Linked DNA regions of Zea mays: region 1 is linked to region 2. A link is a contact called in public Hi-C data. All regions are on one chromosome and are shown on one strand. Each heading gives the region's core, a stretch centred on a gene start, on an enhancer-like site or on the middle of the called end of the contact. The rest is flanking DNA. Distances are from core to core; before and after follow the strand shown.

Region 1 (4,351 bases), core at 702-3,201, 120 kb after region 2:
CGAATCAGTTTCCGACCTGATAAACCGGTACCACATGTGCAGAAACTGAACCATTTGTTTTTTTGGCAAATAAAGCACATTGAGGTCCCAACATTTGAATAAAAGATGGCCCAAATGTTATCACAAGACCAATGACAACATTTAATAGTTTAAATACATTGAAGCAACAACCATGGAATATGTAGTTAATGATTCATGACATGAACATTGAAACCCGTACTAAGTGTTCCCTTCCTATCTTTGTCAGCGAAATGAAGAAAACCAAATAATGGCTCTATTACATCAACTACATACTTCGTTTGGTCCCACCATGACAAGCGTGTAAGGGTTTCATATGTGTACTTTCCATCTGGTATGCTGCTGAACTTGCTTTGTATGAATCCCTGAGAACCAATCCATTCCTTGAACTTTTCCTTCCGGCGAAGAAAACACTCTAAGAATGTGTAATTTGTTCCAAATCTTGTGGCATTCCACTGAACCAAGTCCCCCACCATTTGCTTCCTTCATCATAGAATGGAATTTGTTATGATTGTAAAGAAACCATAATATCCGCCTAGCACTTTAAATCACATTAGCATGCCTAGGAAAATTTCTAATATCCTTCAACATCAAATTTATGGTGTGAGCCACACACGGCTGCCACACAATAGAAGGATGCTTCGTGACTACCCTACGACATGTCTTTTTGTGTTCACTTCATTATCAGTGACAATATGAACCACATGCTCTGGACCAATTTCTGTCACCACGTCCATGTTTTTTTACATTTATCATCCACTGTCTCTTACAATGTCTGCACCTGAATCCAGGATATATGTTGTGCCCATGTTATCAAACTGAATCGATTCGATCCGACATTACTGAAAATAGCAATAACATGACGTATGATTACAAGTGTTGTTAGCATATATTGCAAGTAACACTTGAAAACATGTCTAAGAAAGCAAAGAACCCCCCCCCCCCAAACCCTAGCTCCTACTCTCCCGCCGGCTAATCAACCCTATACGTCGATTTATCGGCTTTTGGGGAGCGGCTAATCGACAATCCTAACTCATATATGAGTTTTTCTTGTATTTGTCTGAAATTTCCATGATTTTTAGTTTGAAATTTGTTCCGTTTTTCAAATTTGGTTTCAGTAGCTTCACATTATCTATAGTATTTATTCAAAAATTGATATCAAAAGTTTTCAAAATATATAATTTTTCTCCATATTAAAAAACCAAAACCGATGTATAGGCGTCACCGTCCGACGCGGATTACCGGTTAGCCGGTCGGCTAGCTAGATGGATCCGGATATTTATTCGGATGTCATTTTTCGGTCTTCTTTCTTCGATTGTGAACAACTAACATATAGCATTTGCTATGTAAATTTATATTCTTGTTTTTAGCATTGAGACTATTAATCTTCACAAAAAATAAACATTAAATTCATTCTTTATCTTTTTAAATAATTCATATAAAATTCGAATGTCTATCCGAATGCGGATTCGGATGTTTTTTCACCTTTTTGTTGTAGGGAGAAAATAATGTACATAAAAAATTATACAAAAATTTATTTAAATACTTCATAATATTTTTAATAACATCGCCGAAAATTAACTTTAAATTCTATGTATATCTATGCTAAAATATTATATTTGTGATACAATTCGGATGTTTTAGGAACATCCATGCTAGACTAGCCGTCCGGTTCCGTGACCCTTGACCACGTACGTGGAAAGTGTTGACTACATGCTAGCGTGGCCACATAAATTACGCCAGTGTACCTAAATGTTGTGGTGAGTCGTGTCATGTCTCTAACGCAACTGAGGTGTCGTGTTCATTTTGCTCTAAACTGAATTGGTATGTTTATTGGTATGTTTATTTTGGGTCCAGTACTGGCAGTACCCATGAACAAGACTTCGATAGAAGCCCAGCCCATGACTTATCACGGCCCACGAGGTCAAGATGCATACAAATAACGACAGCAAATGGGCCAAATGCTACTGTAAAACGGCCCGTACAAAAACGGTATTAGGCATGGAAGCCCGCTAGTTTTCCTCAAAGGAAAGAAATGAAAGGCCGATCCGCGTCGCGTGGCGTGAAAACAGGAAGTCCCGCTCCGCGTCGAGCAGATGAAAAGACGCCTCGGTCGCTTTCAGGCAGAGGTCAAAAGACGCGTGACCGTGGACCTCACTTTCACCGGAGGCAGCCAGACAGATCGCAGTCGCAGGTCGAGCTTAACGCCCAGAACCGGCCAGAACTCTCGCCTTTTTCTGCCGTCCTCACCCGCGCAACTCGTCGCTTGTCCCCTGCGGCCCTCAGACCCCCGGCGACGCGCCGCCGTCGCTTTCTCCCTCTAAAGTCTCTAGTCTGAATGAACTCTGAACGTGCATATTCGTCTTTGACCTGCAACGCAACGTCCCACTCCGGCTGCCACATGACTTGACACGCGCACAGAACCACCACAATTTCTCCACTCGTTTTTTGAGCGACTCCGCGTGTGTGTACGTACGTGTACGTCAATGTCAGCCCGCGCCGCGCGGCTCTGATCAATCAGCGCGCCATCATTTCCGTCCGATCTCTTCCCGGTGGTGGACGAGCCAAGAGGGCGACCCACATCGAAATCATCGCGGCGCTGCGGGGACACGCGCAAACGCTGACGGCGGGTGACGCTAACGTACGTACGTACGTACTCTGCGGTGGAGTACGCTCTTTGCCGTCGTTGTGCCGCGCCTGTGTTTTAACCTGGAGCGCGACGACCCGAAACCTGGCTGACCAGCCAGCCGATGTGAAACCGGGACTGTAACAAAGGCGAGCTTCACCTGCGTGCGTACTTTCGCAACAAATGCCGACCGGTCGACTTCTACGGCTGAGTATAATCTTGGCCAATAATAAAGAGAGAGATTAACAAAATTAACCGCCCTAGCGAGTCAGGCTTTATTCAAACTAGCAATAAAAGCGAACGAAAACGATAAAAAAAAACATCTAAATTGATGGACTGTTCGTTTAACTTTAATCTATACGTGGTTTTACTGTTTCTACATTGTTTTATCTCTATGGACTGTATCTGCAGCAGTCCGAACAGCTGGCTTTAATCTTAAGCGAACAAGCTTGATTTTATTTTCATATTTTTTATGTAACGAAAACGGTAAACCAACGGTCAAAAATATAGGACCTGGATCGTCGGTTATTTGAAAAATGATACACTCTAGCCAAAATGACAAATATTATAGTTTCCACGAATACATAACAAAGTTGGATATTACTTAATTTTAAAGATGTTAAAATACACAAATAACTCTTCTTCATCGTTTATATTATTCAGAGTAATTACAACCTTTATTTTTTTCTCTTCTTCATTCACTTGAACAAAACAAAAATTTATAACTTGCATACATTATACACTAGATGTATCTTATATTATATAAAAATCGTAAAAATATGGTATCATCACGGCTCAAAAATGAAAAATACAAAAACGATCGAAAAACTATCCAAATCGGGTGCGTACCATTTCTAATCCGTATCAAAAAAATTCAAAAACAAATGAGAAACCTCTCGGGGACCATAATTAGGGATACCCTCAAGGCTCCTAATTCTCAGCTGGTAACCCCCATCAGCATAAAGCTGCAAAGGCCTGATGGGTACGAATAAGTCAGGGATCAGTCCATTCGAGGGACCCGATCACGCCTCGCCCGAGCCTAGCCTCGGACAAAGGCAGCCGACCCCGGAGGATCTCCGCCTCGCCCGAGGCCCCCCTCCAGCGGCGAACATATTTCCGGCTCGCCCGAGGCCCTGTCTTTGCCAAGAAACAACCCTGACCAAATCACCGCACCGACCGACCAAATCGCAGGAGCATTTAATGCAAAGGTGGCCTGACACCTTTATCCTGACGCGCGCCCCTCAGCCGACAGAGCCGAAGTGACCGCCGTCACTTCGCCGCTCCACTAATCGGTCTGACAGAAAGACAGCGCCGCCTGCGCCGCTCCGACTGCGGTGCCACTTGACAGAGTGAGGCTGACAGGCAGTCAGGCCCGGCCGCACGCACCATAGGAAGCTCCGCTCCGCCCGACCCAGGGCTCGGACTCGGGCTAAGCCCCGGAAGACGGCGAACTCCGCTCCGCCCGACCCAGGGCTCGGACTCGGGCTAAGCCCCGGAAGACGGCGAACTCCGCTCCGCCCGACCCAGGGCACGGACTCGGGCTAAGCCCCGGAAGACGGCGAACTCCGCTCCGCCCGACCCAGGGCTCGGACTTGGGCTCAGCCCCAGAAGACGACGAACTCCGCTTCGCCCGACCCCAGGACTCAAATTCCGCCCTGGCCTCAGCCAACGGCCTCCGCCTCGCCCGACCTAGGGGCTCGGACTCGG
Region 2 (5,030 bases), core at 1,116-3,615:
CGCCCATCTGGCAAAACATCAGCAACCAAATTAAGCAAGTTCTCACGAGGAACACGTATATTCTGAAACCTGGTATAGAAGTAAAAAGTAAGATATGATATACATTAAATGATGTATATAACACTGTTTTTAAGGCGTCGCCTAGGCATCCAGGCGGTGGTCCAACGCCTTGTCTCGCCTTACCGCTTTAAAAACCATGGTATATAATAATACAAAAAAATACAAGTACTCACCAAATCCGCCCATTATCAACGCCATTCAGTCCAATCTTATGGCCACAGTCAGCTATATGGATATTAGGCAACACAGTTCCATCTTCATCCCTAATTTGAGCTACAAAAGCATGAACTCCTTCATTTCTCCCATTTATATGAAGTTGACAAAAGACTATTGTATGTGTTGCATGCTGCAAAAGGGCATGGAAATCTTTAGCAAGTTGTGACTGAATGCAGAGTGCAGATGCACACATTTTCTTAATTCTTACATTGGCAGCTCCACCAATCCAGTACTTCTGAGCTGATTCACATGGAGTATTTATGATGAACTCTCTTGTTTCTGAATCATAAGTTGCTATTGTTTCTATTCCTCGCACCTTTTGTAACAAAGAAACAGCAACAGAACTTAATCAGCACAGTTAGTGAGATTATACCGTAAAAAGTATGCTTAGCCCAAATCTATGCACGTACATTGCTTCCATGGCCTAGTTCTGTCATTGCAAAACAACCCTTGATATCATAATTTTCCGTGGCAACCAACCACTTGTCATGGTGGCGCTTTGTTCCAAGAAACTTGATGGCACTGCCCCTGGAACACATAGAGAAATTTAATAAACTAAACATGAGAAGATTGCAAACAAAAGAACTCCATACAACACTGGTAAACTCTACACAACAAGTGGCTTACTGCTGTACTACAAGAACATTCTCACCAAAGGAAATAAACCTAACAAAAACATGCTGGCTTCTTTAAGAGTCAAGACCATTCCTGTAGTATCATTGCTAAGCATTCACTTTAAACAAAGTTAATATAAAGACCCAAATGATCATCTGGTCTTGAAAATCTCTGTAAAACTGTTATAACCTCAGACACAGACCTGTTTGTTTTGGACCCTAGAAAAGCTACCTGGCCCAGGCAACAATTCCATGCACCCAAAATTTACTTGTGTGCGGCTAGATGATAAATTCTAGTAGCAGAATGATACAGAAAGGCATCCTGGTGCTGACATAAACCGTGGCTTCCAGCTGGTCAACGCCAGCACCATCACTATTAATTATTCCCTCCATCCTAAAATACAAGGTACCGTAGAAATTTTAGGACAGATTATGCAGTAAAACAAATGACCAATAACCCTCCCTTAACTATAGAGAGATCTTGTGCTTACTATATTTTGAACCTAGTGGTACACACTAATGGCAGGTCCGCATGTGGTTGGTGCTTTGGGAGAGTTAATTCACCTAGAATACCTTATAACTTGAGACAAATTTTAAATGCTTCGGTATAGGGAGTACAAAGCAATAGGCTTCGTGTGCATTTTGTTTCTGTTTCATTGCGGTTTGTCTATCTCAAGGACCTGAAGATTTCCTGTAGCCCGTTGGGGGCGTGTCTACCGTTTAGGGAAAACACAAACCACCCAAAAGAATTAGCGCATCGAAAACACCGGATGGAACTTTTAAACCGCAGGCAGAAAGCATAAGCAATCAGTTATACGAAGGACCCAGAATAACGCTGGAAATAGCTAGCAGCAAAAATTACCAGAGGAAGAAGTGGACGCCAATCTTGATGGCGAGAGAGTGGTCATAGATGGCGATGCAGTCGAGGAGCGCTAGTTTGCGGAGCTCGGCGGCAGCGCCGTCCTCGGTGAGCCACCCGCGGAACACGCCGCGCCGATTCAGGTACGCGATCCGCCGCATGGTGGCCTCCCGCTGCCCTTCCTTGCCGTCGTTGAAGTCCGGCGCCACGAACACCCTGGATCCCGTCCGCGAACTCCGGCTGCGGAAAAGGGGGCTCTCCTCCATGGCGCGGAAGAGCCAGTCCCGCGTGGGCAGGTCGTGCCCGTCCAGCAGAAGCCTGAGGTCGGCCGGCGCAAACGCCGCCGGCCGCTCCGTGGACTCCGGCGGGACGTAGCTGAGGCAGCAGGAAGGTTCCAGGGGGCTGCTCGCCGGGATGGGGGCGGCGGCCGCGGCGAGGTGGCGCGCGATGGCGGCGGCGCGGCGCGCCGCGGGCGACGGCGAGGTGAGGTCCATCGCGGAAGGGTTGGGAGCTTGCGGTTCGGAACGGAACGGAGGAGACGGAGCAGTGCCGTGGAGGTCTGGGTGATCGACGGGATTGCTGGTGAGAGCGGGACAAGGAAGCAACAAAACAACCTTGAGGTAAACGATGCGGCGCGATGAGACGAGTTGTTGAGTGACGATGACGAAGACGAACGAGACAATCCAAGTCGGGTGTCAGAAGAAACCGAGAAATCGCGCCAATGATACAGAGTATATGCGCCGAGTCAGCGTGAGGTTGCATCTCGGCACACGTTTCTTTGAGGATAGGGGAGAACAGTTTTTTTTTATGGAAGAACGGTTTGACAAAGCTTGTCAGTTGAAGCCTTTGGTCGTTCATGGGTTTTCTCCACTCCTCTTGAGGTGATCACATGCTGGCCCTCTTTTTTTTTCCTTGACAAGTCAAGAAGCAACAAAAATTACAGCATATACCAAGATGCAAATCTTTTTTTAGAAGTTTAAAACATTTTTTTAGAACAAAACTGTCGGTTGCTAGCTTCATTCATATATAGTTCGATTTTCTAGTCTAAGAGCATCTTTAAGAGACTCTTTATTTTTTACTCTCTATTTGACTCTTTATTTGTCTCTCCAGTTACAATCGAAGTTCAACCGAAAGGGAAGTGCAATCCTAAGAACACAAGAATTTCACAGGAGTAGGATAGGAATTTTACAAGTTTTCGTTTAAAAACGCAGGAAAGACACAGGATTCAGGAAATAATCGTTCAATCCAAAGAAGCCCTAAGTTTGAAGAGAAAGCTCTCAAGTTCAGTGTGTTCAGATGCCGCCGTCATGTTTCCTGCGAGTATCCTGGTCCTCCTTCCATAACTAAAAGATATTCCTGCTGGAAACAGAGTAAACTTGAGTAGTTTTGTTTGCAGTTGCGCTACTTGTTCAGTTAGTTGAGAGTTGTTGGTGGGTCATGACCGATCATTTTCGTGGACGATTTTTATCCTTACAGCCAGGATCAATCATGGTGCTATTGTGCTACTAGATTCTCCGTATGGCAGAATGAAAGTAGGGTTGTAATTGAGATTTCAAGATATGTTGTTTACTTCCGCGTGAAAAAAAAAAACAGTTGGACTGTTGGATTTTGTGGACCTAAGCCAATAGAGAAAAAACAATTGATTCCTAAAAAATCTTAAAAGCTCATATATGGCGTGAGGCAGCTTTTTACATGATGAATATTTCTGCGTGTCATGGACCAGCTATTGTACTTTATTTACATGATACGTGAGCATACGGAGAAGGGCGATGAATTTCTGAGACACGATAAATAAACCCAATCACACCTTAAAAAAAATTAATTGACACATACTACGAACCGACTGCTAACAGCAATTTTTACATAAGGAAGAGTTGTCCACCAGTAAAGAAGTGCTAGAATTTTTTACACAAGGAAGAGCTGCCCAGCAGTCAAAATCCAGCCGATTTGCCTGTTACTACTATCCTCCTGAGATGCTGACGGCTACCTTCGCAGAGCTGCACTGCCCGGTGCTTGGGACCTTGAGTCCCATGTCGATCCGTTGTTAAACTGTCCACGAACGGGCTCGTACCTCGCTGCCGTCGCAGAAAGCCTGTTATTCTGATGGTTTGATGGGTATCCCTTTCGCCGCTGCTGATTCTGGTGCGGACCGTCGGTTTGGAACCCTGCATTATACACCTGTTGATTGTGGATCTCATATATTCCTCCAGGTGGCAACCCTGCTCTATAAGCATGGACTTGATTATGGCTTTGGTATGGCCCTGTTTGAAACCCAGTAGCGTATACCTGCTGATTATGATTCTGGTAGGGTTCAGCTGTCTGGGACCAAGTAGGATACACCTGTCGAGCAGTATGGTTCTGGTAAGGCGCGGTCTGATGCACTGCAGTATTTGTTACTTGATTGCGGATGGCTGTTTGCCGAACTGTTGTCGGCTGCACATGGTTGTGGTATTGCACTGCTGTTTCATGTGCTGTAGTGTTCGCTAGTGGATTTTCATGGACTGATCTGGTTCCAGTAAACCCTCTCGCGCTGGGTGCTTGGCCTCGATCACGCCACATCTGTCCTCTAATCCTGCTATGCACATTATTCCTTGGAGATTTTGGGTAAGAGTTCTCTCTGACTCTCACACCAAGTTTCAAGCGAACAACAGGGGTACACAACAGTGCCAATAATTCATTCCGATCGATATGTTCCAGAGACTTAAACTTGTGACAAGCATCATTGAATGCAATAGCAATGAGGTCAAGGCCTTTCATACTAACTGCTCTAGCGGCATTATCAGGTCTCTCTACAGGATCTTCAACCTGAACAAAAGATGGCAAAGAGATGGGATGTAAGTTGTAAAATACATAGGCTAAAATTAAGATAAGCAACAACTACCAAATGCATAGGCATTCCTACAAATAAATGGTAAGATTTCCTCATCCAACTTGGGTTGTTCTGGATTCGCTCAATCTGGCCCGAGTAAGTAGATATGACATTATCTGTTAAGGCATTGATATGAGCAAACTGCAAGTAATGAAAGCAGTGGTCAGAACATGATATAACCATCTAAATTTCTTTCTCTTAGGTTAATAAATAAATTAATGCTGCAATACATTTTGGCATTTGAATAGGTAACACTTTTGATAGCCAGATAAACAATATAATACCCCCAACTATGTCAGAAAAAAGATGTCATAAATCCCAAGCATATTTTGTTCCATCAAATCTTTAACCTATCAAAATAAAATAATCTCATGATATGTGAATAGCTCATTTGGCAAAAAGTGTTATTCCC

Evidence for each region. A called contact is a pair of places that touch in the nucleus more often than the background predicts.
Region 1: a Hi-C map of leaf shows a contact between it and region 2, with 7 times the contacts expected there. The contact joins the enhancer-like site here to the promoter of LOC100285661 in region 2. A contact is called at or near these places in 2 of 25 Hi-C or Micro-C datasets (ear and leaf).

Annotation. Positions count from the first base shown.
Region 1 is chr3:185,168,195-185,172,545 of Zm-B73-REFERENCE-NAM-5.0, forward strand. No RefSeq gene overlaps it. Among protein-coding and RNA genes, the nearest start is that of LOC100278828, 42 kb to the left of the region's middle. Within about 2 kb of position 1,952, at least 19 of the 20 cell types and tissues checked have an H3K27ac peak or open chromatin away from gene starts, as enhancers often do. A contact at or near this core is called in ear and leaf, where this site is marked.
Region 2 is chr3:185,043,731-185,048,760 of Zm-B73-REFERENCE-NAM-5.0, forward strand. LOC100285661 (acyl-coenzyme A oxidase 2) reads right to left here and starts at 2,366. Exons shown (of 13, transcript NM_001158552.1): 1 at 1,753-2,366; 2 at 687-804; 3 at 485-592; 4 at 234-406; 5 at 1-69. The coding sequence starts at 2,243. It overlaps LOC100383526 (Protein HESO1), which reads right to left. Exons shown (of 9, transcript NM_001176174.1): 8 at 4,652-4,759; 9 at 3,595-4,554. The coding sequence ends at 3,733. It overlaps LOC103651016 (a long non-coding RNA gene), which reads left to right and starts at 2,532. Exons shown (of 2, transcript XR_564529.3): 1 at 2,532-2,630; 2 at 2,860-3,307.